2 separate regions of the Sus scrofa genome follow, and region 2 is linked to region 1. A link is a contact called in public Hi-C data. All regions are on one chromosome and are shown on one strand. Each heading gives the region's core, a stretch centred on a gene start, on an enhancer-like site or on the middle of the called end of the contact. The rest is flanking DNA. Distances are from core to core; before and after follow the strand shown. Region 1 overlaps LOC100737821. Region 2 overlaps LOC100737821.

Region 1 (5,995 bases), core at 2,060-4,559:
TTACTGTACCCTCTTGTGTGATACCGGTCACTTCTATTGTCTTAAGTCATTGCAAAGATCAAATGGAATGAGCTCCATAAAGTACTCAGCACAACACGTTAGCTATTATTATCATCACTGTTAACCAGTATGCTCTCCACTCATCTAGGACCCCAAACCGCACTCACCAAAAACACTGAACCCTTTGAAATCTTCCCTGTGTCTTTCTCTCCAGTTCTTGGTTTTTTCTAGTTTCCTCCCTCCCTAGCCTCTGTCTCCTTTAGGACCTAGAACCCACGTTTTAAGTGTGAACACTGAACAGACATTTCATTAATTTTTAAAGTGATTTTATTTTAAAAACTAAATTAGGAAAACTATGGAACAACACGGAAATCAAGAGAATACAAAATGAACCGGTATAATCAAACCCAGATATAAACATGGAAAAGGATCAAAGAAAACGTAGAATATATAAATGGAGACATTCTGAATGATTTTCCTTACACCTAGTGATTTCTGTCATTGGGATCAAGCAAGAAATTAAAAAAAAAAAGTCCATAGACTTAAGGGACCCTAGGAACAATTAAATAATACATGGGTGTGTGTTTTGATGGAGCAGGGCATATTTAGCTATAGAGCACAAAAAGGAAGTGCGAGACATAAAAATAGTACCAGTAACAGTAAAACTTCTTATCTCATTGATTCCATCCATGCATCATGGGTGTGTGACCTTCGAGGTGACACACGGTCTTATGCTTAGAAGGGCCAGCACTTGGTGTAATGCTCTGCTATCACCGTTTTGAAATTCTTAACTTTTAAACAAGAGGCCCCACATTTTCATTTTGCACTGTGCCCCACAAATTACATAACCAGTCCTGACTTCTTATGTACCCTATGAGACTGGCACTATTGTAATTCCAACTTAAAGATGAGAAAGCTGAGGCTTTATGAAGTTAAAGGACTTATCTAAAGTCACACAGCCAGCAAGGTTAAAGGACTTACTTAAAAGTCACACAGCCAGCAAGTGACAGGACTTGAACACAGGCTCCCTCCACAGAAGAATACAGAAAGAATTCAAAGAGGAAGACAGAGAGGGGGGAAGGGGAAAATAAAAAAAGGTCAAGTAAGTCAGGGAACTAGGATTTTATCACCTGGCTTGGGGCTGGTTCCTGACTGATCATGCAATCAAGGTCATGGGTTTAGGCTGAGAGTTAAGGCCACCCCAAGGAGGAGTCTACTCTAGAGCCCATTCCAGGCTCTATATCACCGGACTGCCTGAGTAGAACATGGAAAGGGTACAGACACCCATCAGCCCTTCTGGAAACACCATCTATAGTAAGGAAGGGCCAGCACTGTCTTCCTATTGAAAACTGGCCAACTCTTAGGAGGCTCCTTGGAAAACTAAAGCAGTCAAGGATGAGGATGAGCCTGTTACTTTGTTAAAATGAAACTTTAAAAACTATGCTTCCACACAAAGCTTTCTTAGCTTAGGCAGCGCAGAAAACTGCTGGTCTTTCCATGTCCTATAATTACTCCAGGAAGTCCCAGGGCTCTGCAGGCATCAAGGGCCCAATAGGAGGAGCTGCTGGACTCAATAATTCCTCACATTCTCCTCAGAGCCACCTTTTGGGCTTCCTTTTGCCTGACTCTGGAACAACCCAGGATCAGGAGGATCATCTTGTCAACATTAACAAAACACAGAGCCACACAACGTCTTAATGGTTCTTTCCAGGAAGTTTAGTGGCTGTGATTCTTCCTTTAAATGGATCCTTAGACTTAGAGCACATTTCTAAAGAAAAAAAAAAACAAAAAGCAAAAAAACTTAGACATCAGGGAAACAGTCCCCAGATGAGTAATAAGAAAACAATCCCTCAGCTGCCATCAGTGGTTTCACTTTGGTTAAACGCATTTTATTCTGTTGTGTTTTTTTCCATTAAAGCCAGAGGGTGAGGCCACAGCCCTGTGTGGAGAAGGTTGTGAAGACTTCTCATGGTAATCAGTGGCAATGGGACAGATTTTCAAACAAGAAGCCAGAATGTAGGGCGCAAACCTAAAGCAGAGAAGAAACTCCTGTCCCTCCTTGGGATCCTCTCGTCATATCCAGATCTGCCTCCTTCCCTGCGTTGAGAGAGACACCTTCTGCCATAGGAGGCAGCCAGGAGCTGAAGGCAGAATAGTATCCAGGTTTCCAAATACCCCGGTTCTCCAGAGCAGGTTTTTTTGTTTGTTTGCTTTTTACGGCTGCATCCGAGGCATACGGAAGGAAGTTCCCAGGCTAGGGGTCAAATCAGCTGTAGCTGCCGGCAACAGCCACAGCCACAGCAACACAGGATCCCAGCCGGGTCTGCAACTTACACCACAGCTCACGGCAATGCCCGATCCTTAACTCACTGAGTGAGGCCAGGAATCAAACCTGCGTCCTCATGGATGCTCGTCAGGCTCATTAACTACTGAGCCATGACAGGAACTCCCAGAACAGGTTTTTAATGTACAGATTCTATGACCTACTTAAGGGCAAGTGAATTGGAATTTTGAGGAATGGCCCCAGATCGTTTTGTATTCGTTTTTGTTTTTTTAATTCATCTGTTTTACATTTCCCAAGTGATTCTTCTATGCCCAGACCACAGTGATCCACAGACTAGTTTTTAGAACCACTGGTTTCCCCCCCCTTTTTTTTTTCCCTGTTGCTAAGTTTATTCCCTTCCATTATCCCTTCTGACCTTAAGATGTGTATCCACCCATCCTCCTCACAAAGCAGAGGTAAAGGCGGACAACGCCCCATCACAGGAAAGAATGGGATCAAGACTTAGCAACCATGAGGCTGACTTCTTCTTCAACCAGAGTAGTTCTGCATTTATCTGTTATAAATACTGCACTTCCATGTACATTCATCTGAAGGAACAGTTCCACTGCAGGGGGAAAAAGGTTGAAAAATATTGCCTTTTATAGAACCATAATATAACCCAAAACACATTTCATCTTCAGATCCATGTTAACATTTGAGGCAAATACAGTTTCGTGGGCTACCTCAAAAACCTAAATATCATTTACAGCATGGATCCTGTAGGAAAAACATCCCATGAGTCTGAATTCAAGATGGCAAAAACACATCTCTCTCCCCACTAGCAACTTTCCACTGGTTAAGCAGCCAGATGGGACTTGTTATCGCCCCTGAATACCCTCAACCCCATCCCCAGGACTAAAATGAGTCCTGGCTTGGAATAAAGAAAACTCTCCCTGAAGCCAGAAGGGAATCCCTAGTCCTTCCCTTCTTGACTTAACCACCCCCTGCTGTGGCCACAAAGGCTAGAGGTTGTCCAATGGAAAGGGACAGCACCGGCACACAAGGGCACACCAGTTCTCTCTGGGGCTCAGGAAATTCTGCTCACCAGACCCCTTGCTATACCTATTAGTGTTCCCAATAAATATTTGATGTGCAAAGAGGAAGCTACAGAGCCACTGCCATTGGAGTATGTTAGACCTCCCGCTTTGAACTGCTTTGAGGAGTTAGCTATGAATCATCCCCATGCTCCCCGGGGAGGAGCAGCATTTGTGGACTTAGCCCTGAACATGGGTTAAAGCAGATCCATGTGGTGACCTTATTCTTAGCATCATGACTACAATATCCCAACCAGACAAGGCCAAAAAACCACCATGGTAAGAATTAAGGCACTGCTAACTACTTCATTTGCCAGGCTCATATTTCTCTCTTCCTTAACCTCTGTCTAACAAAACCACATTCTAGCGACTGCTGACTCCGCATAAGGAGCCAAAAGTCCTGTCTGTTCCTGATGCTAATGAATGAGTTTGAATCAATAAAAAAAATTAATTCATAATAGTTCCATCTTAACTGAAAACAAATCAATCCTAAGTGTAAATAACCACATTATACCGCATGTGTCCTGGAGGGAATAAATTTATTTAAATTTCTCAACCGGCAGCACTAACAGCTCCAGTAATGACCTATAGGAGGTAATGACCTAGTAATAGGTACTGACCTATAACATTTGAAGGCTTACCTAGGATACCTGAAAGCCTCAACTGGGCTTGCTAAACTGTGTTAATTGATAACAAGAAGTTAGAATCACACATTTCCTCACATATTCAGGAGCAAAGCTCGAAACCAGTCCTCCTAATTACAAAGGACAATGCCTTAAGCATTCCAGTTAACTAAGAGCTTGTCTTATGATTGCATTTGTAACACTAAAAGCTTTTGTTCATTCATATATCAAATAATAATGGCAGCCAAATGTCAGGCACTGTTCCTGGCTTCTTTTCTAACCACCCGTCCCTAAATTCCACCTTCCAAAATACTGGGTTGCTCAGAATGCCCAGAAAATGCTCTGCTCTGTCCAGGCCTACACATGCTGTTCCCTCTGCCTGGAATGCCCTTCCCCAGGAGAGTATACACACATACACACACACATACACACTCTCTCCCACCTCTGCCTTCATCAGCTTCCAGCACTAATATTTCACTCTCCTTCACTCAGTTCAAAGGCCACTTCTTCCAGGAAGCCCTCCCCAACCCCCTATAGTAATATGAGCTGCCCTAACTTTGTCTCACTGCAAAATGGAGCCTATTTACGTGTATCTCTCTTCCAGTGAGCTTTGCAGAGCAGGAACCATGGCACTGAGAAGAGGTTCTTTTTAGTGGTTACCTAAGCCCTGGAACTAACTCCTTGAATTCTAATCCCAGTTCTCTCTCTTAATCATGGCATTTGTGTATACTAACAATGAAATATTAGAAAAGGAATACAAAAATACAATATCTTTTAAAATTGCACCCCAAAAAATCAAATACCTGGGAATACACTGACCAAGGAGGTAAAGGACTTACATGCTGAGAACTATAAAACACTAATCAAGGAAATTAAAGAAGACATAAAGAAATGGAAAGATATTCCATGTTCCTTGATTGGAAAAATTAATATTGTAAAAATGGTCATACTACCCAAAGCAATCTACAGATTCAATGCAATCCCTATCAAATTACCCATGACATTTTTCACAGAACTAGAACAAACAATCCAAAAATTTATATGGAACCACAAAAGACCCAGAATCGCCAAAGCAATCCTGAGAAACAAAAACTAAGCAGGAGGTATAACTCTTCCAAACTTCAAGCAGTATTACAAAGCCACCATCATCAAAACAGTGTGGTACTGGTACCAAAACAAACATACAGACCAAAGGAACAGAACAGAGAACCCAGAAATAAATCCTGACACCTATGGTCAACTAATTTTTGACAAAGGAGGCAAGAGCATAAAATGGGAAAAAGAAAGTCTATTCAGCAAGAATTGCTGGGAAAACTGGACAGCTGCATGCAAATCAATGAAACTAGAACACACCCTCACACCATGCACAAAAATAAACTCAAAATGGCTGAAAGACTTAAATACACGACAGGACACCATCAAACTCCTAGAAGAAAACATAGGCAAAACACTCTCTGACATCAACCTCATGAATATTTTCTCAGGTCAGTCTCCCAAAGCAACAGAAATAAGAGCAAAAATAAACCCATGGGACCTCATCAAACTGACAAGCTTTTGCACAGCAAAGGAAACCAAAAAGAAAACAAAAAGACAACTTACAGAATGGCAGAAAATAATGTCAAATGAGGCAACTGACAAGGGCTTAATCTCTAGAATATACAAGCAATTTATACAACTGAACAGCAAAAAAGCCAACCCAATGGAAAAATGGGCAAAAGACCTGGATAGACAGTTCTCCAAGGAAGAGATACAGATGGCCAACAAGCACATGAAAAAATGCTCAACATCCCTGATTATTAGAGAAATGCAAATCAAAACTACCATGAGATACCACCTCACACCAATAAGAATGGTCATCACTAATAAGTCCACATATAACAAGTGCTGGAGGGGGTGTGGAGAAAAAGGAACCCTCCTGCACTCTTGGTGGGAATGTAAGCTGGTACGGCAACTATGGAGAACAGTATGGAGATACCTTAGAAATCTATACATAGAACTACCATATGACCCAGCAA
Region 2 (5,381 bases), core at 2,344-4,843, 230 kb before region 1:
GTTCGAGATAAAAAAAATCTCAAAGGCCAACATGTTCCTAGCAAGCTGGATGATTTGGGGATAGCCACGTAGCTGGCACTTGAATTTAACATTCATGCTATCATTCTTTAAAATGCTATGGTGATACTCTTTCCTTTCAAATATAATTTTCCTGGGACTACAATAATTTTGAGCCCTCTTCTGGAATTCCAAAACGTCCAAGGGAGGATGGGTGGGAAGTGCATTGGGATCCGTTCCTTTTCCTCTGCAAGAAGATTCAATATTTTAAAATAAGAAACTCTTCGGAGAATCATAGTTTCCTTCTGATTGTTTGGAACGGGGATTCACTATTAGTGAATCACTATAACTTGTGACCCACTCAGTGATTTGCTGGTCAGCTCAAATCAATTCTGATTCATTTCACCTCTTTACTTGTGTGTGTGCAGCGGGGGGAACAGAGGGCATAAAACCAGTGTTGATAAACTGAGCAGCCCGTCTTCCTATCCGAGAGAAATACTGCCTCTGCATAAACGTTCTGGGTGAGAGGGTCTTTACATCGTCAGCCCCCTCCACCACGTGGGATGTGCCTGCCTTTTGATGCTTGTTTTGATGCTTGAATTTCTTCCTCTGCAGCCGAAGTTCTCCATGTGTTTGGGTGGAGTTGTGCTTTAATGGAGAGAGGCAAGGAAATACGGGGGTTGAGGAAGAGAGCAAACGCCTGAAGTCTTTGAGAGTTCAGATGTTTGTAAAACTTTTAAGAAAAAAGAAAACAGACATGATTTTTAGGAGCTAGGCCTTCCTTCCCCCCCAAGGCCCCTGACATACACACACACACACACACGTGTGATGCCCCACTAGCAGAGTCCCACGAGGCTATGTGAAGCCCTTTGGTGACTCCTGGAACTCTGCATAGCTGAGGTTGGGACCGATAGGAGACAGGACACAACAAGCTCTTCGAAAACCATCGCACGATATGATCATCAATGGGTAATATGAGCTGGGGGTTAGTTAAATAAAATGTGAACGCCATATTAATGACCCCTGTGGCTGCCTAACATAGCATTTCATCTTCCTTTCCAAGGAGGCAGAGAGGAGGGCCGGCAAATAAATTGTAGATGAAACCCCCATCATATGTTTATAAATACACTAACATTAGCATTTTACTTGCTCATAAATCTGCAGCAAACACTCAGGCACAAGATAGAGAGCCCTGTAAAACAATGATATATTCTCTGCTCGCAGGCATCGACCAGTGGGCCATTCACCGCCGATGCCGTTCTTCAAACACGTTCCCTCCGCTCCTGCCCCCTCATTTAAAATCCATTTTAATTTAAAGATGCGCAAGGCAGTGCTCGTGGTACATTTAGTCATCCTAGTTATACATCATGGAGCAAGGAAAAGAAAATTGTTTCATCTAGAGATACGGTTCAATGTGGTCACCACTGAACAGTGGAGTAATTACCATATCAGGCCCACTCAAAATGCACTCAGGGTGTTCTGTGACCTATCATTTGCTAATCTGCATAGTGAAGTATAGCTTCATAACTATAAATTGCTGACTTAATTAAAACCAGGACCTTTCTGTCATTTAATTACAGGGAGAAAGGTTATTGCTTAAATGCAATTTTCCAAATGTGATTTCTTAACAGTTATTAACTGCTTCACCATCATTTATTGTTTCAGATTTTTCAATTTGAAAATACTCCCCGTGACAGAAGTAATGACTTCATGAAAAACTCAATCTAGAGGGAGGCCAGCCAGCCCATTTGTTTCTCATAAGTGGAGCCGACAGGATGCTGGAAAATGTCACCGGAGGATCCTGGGATGGCTCTCACTTTCGGGGAGTAATTAGAACCCAGAGGGTCGTCTCCGAAGCAGGGAGAGGTTGTGGATATTTTAAAGGTGGTCCCTCCCCTCCATCCTAGCTGGCCCGTGGCTTTGCCTCATAAACCATGGTGGTGGCACAGGGTGGGGCCGGACGGTGCTGAGGTCAGCTTGGAGCAGCGTGAGCAGATCAAGGGGACCAAAGATCTGCACTTGGGCTCAGTCAGCTACCAGGCACTGATCTGAATGTGTACATGCTCTTTGTAAGGTCCCTACAGCTAGGACTGCTTCTGCCGCAGAATGAGAACCCGAAGTTTGGATATGGTAGGTAGCCCCGAGATGAAGAGAGCAGTCCTTATCTTCCTTCACCCTACGTCTGTCTTTAGTGGTTGTATCTTCTCTTTTGCTCCATGTCTTATTATGTAGCCTGGGGTTACTCCGATAAAGAGGAGAGACGGGCGAAGCCGGCCAACCCAGGTAAGCTGGGCAACTGAGCATCCCCAAAGCACTTCTTCGGTAGCAGGGGATGTAGGCATTGTCTTAATGCCCAAGTGCCCTAAATGGAGATTTGTGAAGCTGTTAAACTCAACCCTGCACTTCCTCTTGTAGTTCATCCCCAGCAGAAGCGCCAGGAATTTAGCTGAGACGGCAAATCTGGTTTTTCCCTTGACTCTGACAGCTCCTTGCTGGAAAGTTTACAAAACAAATGTACTTCCTGCCGGAAGGGGCCCAAATGTCTTGCTCATTGGCGGAGAGCTCCCTTAAATTTTACTTTCACTTTAGAAAAGGGTTAAAGTTAAAATTTCTCAGACAAAGATATAGAATTTTGTCCCATTTCTATATAGTTTAGCCATTACTTTTGGCTTTATTCATGGTGGCAGATACCCCAAGCTGACTGATGGGGATTTCATAAAAGCTTAATCAGATTATTAATAATCCCTTATGTTCTCCATCAGCGTCGAGCTTTGCAGTGTTCAAAGTATTTTCATACGCTTTAACAATTTCAGCTCTGTTGCATACCATCAACGGCCAGCATCTCCCAACATATTTTTAGTAACACCTATATTTAAAAGGCATGGCTCCTGCCTACATTCAATCAGGAAAGTTATTTGATCCTTAATCTAATTCAATAACGTAGCAGGTAGCAAGAAAGGTACTTTAAACAAGGCTACACCACACCACATACTGGTTTTTTGTTTTTGTTTTGTTTTGTTTTGTTTTGTTTTTAGAAGAAACAGAAAACACATTCAGGTGGAAACGTATCCATGAGGATGCAGATTTGATCCCTGGCCTTGCTCAGTGGGTTAAGGATCTGGCGTTGCCAGTGGCTACAGCTCCAACTGGACCTCTTGCTGGGAACCTCCATGTGCCTTAGTGCAGCACTCAAAAGCCAAAAAAGAAAAAAAAAAGAAAAGAAAAGAAAAAAGAAAAAACCACACTCAAACTTGATCAACGTGAGTAAAAGTGGTGAAGCTCAGCATAGACATTTAGGAACCTCAAGGAATCCAAGACACAAATCAAAATATAAGACAGCTTCAAATAAATTAGAAGGGAACGCTGAGACACAAGGCTGCTTTGCCTCTGGAAGCCACAGGGTCTCTGTTTTTCTCTCTCTTTCTCTATGGATTTCTGCCCATACTTTTCTCTCTCAACCAGTTCTCCTCATTCCTTATTTCATACGTGGTCAGTATGGCAGCCATCATGACTCTTCAGCTCTGCTGCACACTATCAACTGCCAACAACTGCCTCTGTTAGTCCAAATTTCTGGAAGAGGTAGTCTGCTTGTCTGAATATTTCTCCCATGAAACAAACTATGAATCACTGGCTAGCTAGGCCTCTGGATAGGAAAAGCAATGGTACATATACATAGAATAGTAGATCAAAAATTATGATCTTTCTTTTATTTGAGAGCTAAGGAAGTTGACCTCAGAGAGGTTGAATAATATTCCACTGTATTCACAGACTACATTTTATTATCCCTTCATCAGTTGGTGGACATTTGGGTTTTTTTCCCCCACTTTTTGGCTACTATAAGTTGAAGAGTCATGTGCAAGATTTTAGATGAACATATGTTTTCAATTCTCCTGAGTATAAACCTAGGATTGAGTAGGATTACACTAAAAATACACAACAAAATGTCTTGAATTATTTTTCTGTTACTCTCTCCCTCTTCCTTTCTACCTCCTACCTAAACAGCAGAACCCTCAAAGACCTTCCCTTCCCTCACTCTAAGCATCCCTAAAGATGCTACCTAAAACTCACAGCTCAAAGAGGCTTTGTCTTCCCCTTCACATTATCTTTTCTACTCACTCTTCCTTATCTGTTCTCTTCTGTAGTTCTCTGTCCTTCCAATAAAAATATTGCTGCTTTGCTGGTGTCTACATTTTTCCTACCACTTTCCCTTATCTGCACTAACATAGCAAAAAGGGGAGGCTGGTGGGTGCCCAACCATGTGTGGGTGTGGATATGCCTGTGTTGGGCTGGGGTGCTACTGCTGGGGGGCAGGGATGGCAGTGAGCTGAAAACACCGCAGATACTATAATTAGGCTGTTTCTGGTCACTGTTAACATTGGATGTATCTAGACACAAATGCTATTCTGAAAAAAGATCTTGAAAAAGTACACTGCAAGGACTGCTAAGGGGGTGGGAGTGAGGGGGTGGGGGTGAAGAACAGCCCTAGCGTGACCTCCAGCCAAGGTCCTGGTGATTCTCGCCACTCTTCTTTCTCAGCAGAACCAACTCAGCATGACAGCTGCTCCCTGCCTCTCTCCTCAGAACCTCCCCACAAATCTCCGAATTCTTATGTGTGAATGTCTTGAATCTAAAATAATGGCATTGGGTTAAACTGTCTCTTCCATCTGAGAAGACAGTGATTCTATGAAATCTGTGTTCTTGAAGTATAAGTGCTTTACAAGGGGAAATCCATACCCTGGATGAGCTGAACTCTAGAAACCGCGCCTTTCCTGTTTCACCAGCAGGTAAGCCCTGTCTTCTGTCTAAGGCGGCAGAGAGGGGTACCAGGGAGCTACCCATCTATAAGCGCTGATCTCAGACAATGCCTAATGCTTTCTCTTTGGGAAGGTGATGCTAAGATTGCTAAGATTTTTATCTGCTCAACATCTCTGACCTCTCCTCAGAACCTCCCCACAAATCTCCGAATTCTTACGTGTGAATATCTTGAATCTAAAATAATGGCATTGGGTTAAACTGTAGTAATAGATCTTGCTTCTTTCAGGCCATGCACAGCCCTTCACTGTTTGGTCAGAGTGACACACCAAAGGAGGGGGCCAAGTGACTCAAGGTCAATCAGAGTGAATTCCTGGGTATTTTTCCAAATATAAGCTGGGAAGAAAGAGATTCTTTCTTTCTTTCTTTGGTGGGGAGTAGTGGGCTGTGCCTGCAACATGTGGAAGTTCCTGGGCAAGGGGTTGAACCTGTACCATAGCTCCAACCCAAGCCACAGCACTGACAATGCCAGATCCTTAATCTGCTGAGCCATCAGGGAACTCCAGAAAGAGTTCCTTGTCATATTTGGTAGTAAGCTGCCAGGATGTAAGCCTGGAGTAGACTGAGGTCAT

The links. A called contact is a pair of places that touch in the nucleus more often than the background predicts.
Region 2: a contact with region 1 is called in a Hi-C map of embryonic fibroblasts, with 2.2 times the contacts expected there. The contact joins two enhancer-like sites. A contact is called at or near these places in 16 of 47 Hi-C or Micro-C datasets (embryonic fibroblasts, epiblast stem cells, fetal heart ventricle and 8 more) and 1 of 2 datasets of contacts at active chromatin or transcription factors (skeletal muscle).

Annotation. Positions count from the first base shown.
Region 1 is chr2:28,537,080-28,543,074 of Sscrofa11.1, reverse strand. The region is part of intron 1 of LOC100737821; the gene reads right to left. Among named protein-coding and RNA genes, the nearest start is that of WT1, 130 kb to the right of the region's middle. Within about 2 kb of position 3,309, at least 9 of the 83 cell types and tissues checked have an H3K27ac peak or open chromatin away from gene starts, as enhancers often do. A contact at or near this core is called in embryonic fibroblasts, where this site is marked.
Region 2 is chr2:28,765,828-28,771,208 of Sscrofa11.1, reverse strand. The region is part of intron 3 of LOC100737821; the gene reads right to left. Among named protein-coding and RNA genes, the nearest start is that of RCN1, 54 kb to the right of the region's middle. Within about 2 kb of position 3,593, at least 7 of the 83 cell types and tissues checked have an H3K27ac peak or open chromatin away from gene starts, as enhancers often do. A contact at or near this core is called in embryonic fibroblasts, where this site is marked.